Regions from separate parts of the Bombyx mori genome. Here region 2 is linked to region 1. The links are chromatin contacts, called in public Hi-C maps. All regions are on one chromosome and are shown on one strand. Each heading gives the region's core, a stretch centred on a gene start, on an enhancer-like site or on the middle of the called end of the contact. The rest is flanking DNA. Distances are from core to core; before and after follow the strand shown. Region 1 overlaps LOC101740445 (microtubule-associated serine/threonine-protein kinase 2). Region 2 holds the start of LOC101740445 (microtubule-associated serine/threonine-protein kinase 2).

What was found. Hi-C and Micro-C count contacts between places; a contact is called where the count stands out from the background.
Region 2: a Hi-C map of midgut shows a contact between it and region 1, with 2.9 times the contacts expected there. The contact joins the promoter of LOC101740445 here to the enhancer-like site in region 1. A contact is called at or near these places in 2 of 7 Hi-C or Micro-C datasets (midgut and whole pupa).

What each region holds. Positions count from the first base shown.
Region 1 is chr27:1,792,990-1,795,917 of ASM3026992v2, forward strand. It overlaps LOC101740445 (microtubule-associated serine/threonine-protein kinase 2), which reads right to left. Exons shown (of 38, transcript XM_021346221.3): 9 at 2,525-2,606; 10 at 1,368-1,472; 11 at 741-905. Among protein-coding and RNA genes, the nearest start is that of LOC101740445, 83 kb to the right of the region's middle. Within about 2 kb of position 1,387, at least 3 of the 8 cell types and tissues checked have open chromatin away from gene starts, as enhancers often do.
Region 2 is chr27:1,875,972-1,878,899 of ASM3026992v2, forward strand. It overlaps LOC101740445 (microtubule-associated serine/threonine-protein kinase 2), which reads right to left and starts at 1,546. Exons shown (of 38, transcript XM_021346221.3): 1 at 1,152-1,546. The coding sequence starts at 1,284.

The DNA.
Region 1 (2,928 bases), core at 137-2,636:
ATCTGTTTGCTTAGTGCGAGTTTTTTAACTTTCTCGATAGCGTAAAAGTTAACTCACATTTGTATGGAGTAGGAACAGAGCCTCTAGCGGCAAACGTTCCAACAATACAAATTTCAGTAAACTTTAATAACTATTTAATAACTAATAACAGTTAACGTTATCGAGAACGTTAAATTAAATAATAAATTATAGTTTAAAAAAGCTAACAAAATACGATTTTATAGAAAATCCAACTAAAAAATGGAAAATAAATTTTAATAAATTTGAATTAAAAATAGTGTAAGAAAAAATGATTTTATTGTAAAAAAGAGCGTGGGGTGCTTTTCAGGATAATATCAAAATAACACTTCTGCTCATATCTGTTCATAAAATATTTATAACTACTAATAGCATGCGACCCACGCTTTTATTTTTAGTAGTATTTTCTATAAAAGCGTATTTTGTTAGTTTTTTTAAACTATTATTTTGTTTAAATTTTTTAGTTGAATTTAAATTTTTTTCGAAATTGTTATTTTTTTTTTAAATATTGAATTGTCATCGGTCCTTTATAAGTATACCAAATTTCGAGTTAATCCGACGTTTTGGAGGGAGTCAAAATCATGTTCAAAGATTCCGTCACATACGTCTGAAACTAATAAAAGCGTATTAAAAACTCGCACTATGCACACCGGTCCATTCGTCCAAAAGTTTTTAAAACAAGGTATTTTCGGTTGCGCCTTTATAAATTTCTTTCGTGTTACCTGCAAATGTCGGGCGTGTCCCTCCGCGGCCTCCAGCAGCCTGTAGAACCGCTCGGGATCGAACTCCAGACATTCGAGCAGGCGCGCCGGCCGGGCCATCGCCAGGATCAGCCGGTTGACCAGCGGCGCCACCTGACCACCCGCTTCGGCTGACTTCTCTCTCGTCTGCGAAATGTAACCGGATACTATCATGCTGCAGAAGGGTTTTACTCGTGGTAGGACGTCTTGTGAGTCCGCGCGGGTAGGTACCACCACCCTGCCTATATCTGCCGTGAAGCAGTAATGCGGTTGGGGTTTGAAGGGCGGGGCAGCCGTTGTAACTATACTTGAGACTATAATATCTTGGCAAGATCCTGCCTCCAGAGCTGAGTAATGTCCTCAAGCTATGGTCAATGAAGGAGCTAAGCTGATAGCCTTGAGAGGCTATATCAGCGTAGCCTCAACTAGTAGGTGATCTCACGGGGCTCAAACCTGATGACGTTGGTAACACGAACCCTAGCAAGAGCAGTGCTTCGCAGAATCTACCATCGGATCGGAAACGCGACCCACTGAGAGGATCCGTCGAGAAACTCAGTGGGCTGTGTATACCCCTGGATACTGGACTGAGGGTCGCGTGGAAGAACTCACCTCTGCAAGTAGCCGGTCCAGACTGTCCGCCATGTCGTAGAAGTAGGTGCTGGTCACCTGCTTTGATTCAGACTTGTGGAGGCAGTCGCGAGCCATCTCCAGAACCTATGTACCGAATAACTGCGTAATTAGTTACAATTAACCGCTTGTCAAATGTTTTCATCATATATTCCAATTTCACGGTAGACGATAAAAGGACTTAAGAACTATAGTGGGTGGAGCGGGAATATATCTCCCTATAATATATCTGTCTCTCTCGCACGCGCGCACTTTAACGGCGATGACGTCATAAGTCGTGATTTAAATAAGATATCTTGTTGTTGACGCCCGTCACCGATCAAGTGTCTAACTTAGTCATTTTAAAAAAAGGCATTTATTATCGAGGTTGAATTTACTAATTAATTTAATTATACTACTGGTTTTAATCAGACAGGGTGACATTTTTGGTAATAATTCCAACATTCATTCATTCATTTCATTCATTCAACAACATGGTAAGAAAGGGAAAAGAGAATGGCAGAAAGAAAGCAAGATGGCGAAGGCGATTCAATGAGCAAGGCGTACAAAAGATGTCACTTCATCATCATTCTGCTGTCCTTTCACCGAGTCACCTTGAGTCGGCGCAACATGCTTCCTACTTCCATACTCCTGTATCATATACCATTTCTTCGCTTACTCCCCTCTTACGCATATCGACTTTCACGCAATCCATCCATTTTTTCTTAGGACTACCACTTCCTCTAAAAAAAGATGTCCATTAAATTTAAATTATAATAACAGAGAACATTTTGGTAGAGAGCAATAAAAGTGCAACAGTGGAATAGTTAGCATGGTATGGACATGTGATGCGTAGAGAGAAGATGCATGTGACTAGGAGATGCATGGAAATGGTAGTGCAAGGTAGAGGAGAAGAGGTCGACTAAAGAAGACACGGATGGAGTGTGTGAATGACGATATGAGAAAGAGAGGGGTGAGTGTTGAGATGACGGCTGATAGAAGAGAATGGAAGAGAAAAATCAGCTGTGCCGGCCCCACCTAGTGGGATAAGGTGGAGAAAAAGAAGAAATGGAATAGTTTTATTTCATTCGCCACGATCCCAATTCTACAATAATTCTATACGTTAATCGTATCAGCAGTTTCTAAACGTATGAGTATACCTGTCTCTGTACGAATCTCTCTATAGGCGGCCGATCAGGTTTCTTATCCAATTCCGTGAGCTCATCAATGAGTCCTCTTAATCTGAAACATTTGGCATTCATTGTGCTGTCAAAGATATGATATATTTTATAAAGTTTTGACTAGGATAAACTACCCAATTATTGGCATTTTGTTACGATAAATTCGATTATAAAGATTGGCAGTGATAATTCGAATTGCGGTGCTTTTCCGGTCTTTATAAGTTTCAAAAGTACAGTTAACCTTCCTATAACACTGTACTACAACACGATAACGAGGTTTTTGTTTAAAATTATTTAGAAAATTAGATTATGCACTATGAACACACAATATAATATACGATATTTTATTACTCTCCTTTTTGTACTGACTTCTAGTCTCATAC
Region 2 (2,928 bases), core at 296-2,795, 83 kb after region 1:
CATTTCAATCTGTTGCTTTTCAATGAGAAAGAAGAATTAGCAAACAACACACACTTAGACATTAATAAGATGGAAGTTAGTACAATATTTAGACCTGTATGAATTACACCTTAGTTGTCTGCTACCACAGCTTAGTAGTCGTCGTGGCCTAACGGATAAGACGTCCGGTGCATTCGTGTTGAAGCGATGCACCGGTGTTCGTATCCCGCAGGCGGGTACCAATTTTTCTAATGAAATACGTACTCAACAAATGTTCACGATTGACTTCCACGGTGAAGGAATAACATCGTGTAATAAAAGTGAAGCCCGCAAAATTATAATTTGCGTAATTACTGGTGGTAGGACCTCTTGTGAGTTCGCGCGGGTGGGTACCACCACCCTGCCTATTTCTGCCGTGAAGCGTAATGCGTTTCGGTTTGAAGGGTGGGGTAGCCGTTATAACTATACTTGAGACCTTAGAACTTGTATTTCAAGGTGGGTGGCGCATTTACGTTGCAGATGTCTATGGGCTCCAGTAACTACTTAACACCAGGTGGGCTGTGAGCTCGTTCACCCATCTCTGTACAAAGTATTTTAAGCATCAAAAATAATGAACAGGAGAAATCCAAATAAAAAACTGTAAAAGTGGGTCTAATTATGAAATAGCTTTGTTTTTTAATCCTACTTAATGTGTACTTTAAGAAACAATAGATATATTTTAGATGAAAACAGCTGATAGTGGTGGGAAATTGATGGATTCATGAAAATAAAACTAAGAAGTGAAACTTGGTCCCGTTCCACTGAATATGAATCTTGAATTATATTATTACACTTGTTTGTTTGTTTGTTCTTTACCTGTCAGATAAAAATATCAGAGAGTAATTACAAAAATACATTGGAGAAACAAACAATATGTAATCGTTAAGGTTTTGTTTATTTTTATCATCGAAACACAAATCTAAATCTATTTCAGGAAGTATGAAATTCATGTTTATATCAACTGAGGTGCTCTTTCAATTCATTTTGAATAGCTTTTCTCCACATTTCGTTTAATAACTCACGCGCAACGACTAGCGCCGTACATTCATTCAAGCAGATTCGATTGACCGCGGTCAAACCTTGAAAACAAACAGTGTACCTACACAATAACAAAATATCGACATTTCACGCACCTTCAGCGCTCTGATTCAACGACGAAGGAGCTCCTGTTGAAGCCAAATCCTTCTTCTGCCCGCTTTTAGACGCGTCGGAGTCCGAATCGTCGAAAACCAGCGTCCGAACGGACTGGGAACAACGCCGATCCATCTCCACTCACCACAATACATTAAAAATCACAAAAGCTACCCCCATTTATTACCCTGCGCAAAGAATTAAAAGTCGCAGTCTTTTCACATGACACCTTTTATATTTAACGAAACGTATCGACACATTTAGATAATAATGTATTTCGCACAGCAAATGCAAATATTATTTATTTTATGCTATGCCATGTTATTTGCAACACTCCGTCCACATTCCAAGTCCACAGACTAAAGAAACTGGCATCCGTCACACAAACACTGCCGACACTACAAACCGAAAAGTAGGGATAGGCAAAACGTATCGATACCAAATATCATTTTATAACAAACCTATTTTTGGCTACTCTGTACTTTGATTTCAATACTCTTACTTCACCACGTTCTCAGCTGTCGTTCAATACTTTGTACTTATCAATGAACTGCCTGCAAAGCCCTTTTCTCCTGCCTTTTCGTTGTATAATTCGATTGAGGAGAAGTTATATTATTTTAAACGTGGTACTGTGGAAATTTAATTTAGTAGCTTATTTTGAAAGGTGATTTGAAGGATACTTAATAGGAGCATGAAAGAGAGTCTAGTCAATTTAGGTTATTCGGTCTATGTTTGCCTCTAAAAAATCTTATGTTCCAAGTTGGAAGATAGGACAACTGCTATACTCTACGGTTAAAGATTGTTATAAGTAAGGTAGCGTCGTTCACGTTGTAAAATCTAAGGGTTCCATGGGTAGACCATGATCTCAAATACCTTACTAAGGCAGAAAGAGTTTTACTACGAAAAAAAGTCATTTGCTCATAATATTAATATCACAACACAACATAACCATTTAATAAATATAACACAACAACGAACAGATTGTGACCGTATCACGGGATTACATGTTCACTGTATTAGAAACAGACTTTGACGTTTTAGTGCAGCAAAGAAGATTGAGAAGCTAAAAACACTTTCTTAACTGGGGCCTAGGTTAAAGTACCAAGCTTCTCTTTCTTTTCAGAGCTACCAATCAGACAAATTATTAAACAATAATATTCATATCTTAGGTTTTCACGAAATGTAGCTAATTAAACCAAGTTGGTTTTGCGTTTGCATGTCTCGTTTTCTATATTAGCTTAAATTCATTCTATTTCCATTGGTGGATCGCCTTGACCGCGAAAGGTGTAAAATAATCGAAACGTTGGGAATATTAAAGTTACAAAAATAACACGAGATTAAACCATAAATTGATTTTAATTCAAATAACAGTGAGAAATAAAAAAGGCCAGTAGCACATTTTGCAGTTGCAGATTACTAACTGTAAACTCTTTTTTTTTTTTTCAAACAAAATGTATAAAATAATGGTTGGAAGAATAGGTATTGGAACAGCTTGTGGCCATTATCGCCATAGATATTTTGTGTCAGTTCGAGTCATAGGTATTTTCTAAACTCAATAGAAAGGTATGGTTGTAGGTAGGTACTTATTAACTCCATGGGTATGGTATACACGTAATATTATATTAGAAATGTTGATAATAGAACATTTATTTACGGCCAACGGATACAAGACCTTCGAGCCTAGTTTGAATCTAATTTATACGTAAGGAGTATGTATTTTTAATTTACAATTTGAAACTGATCAATTTGTGGCTTTAAATAGATGGGATGAAATAAAGT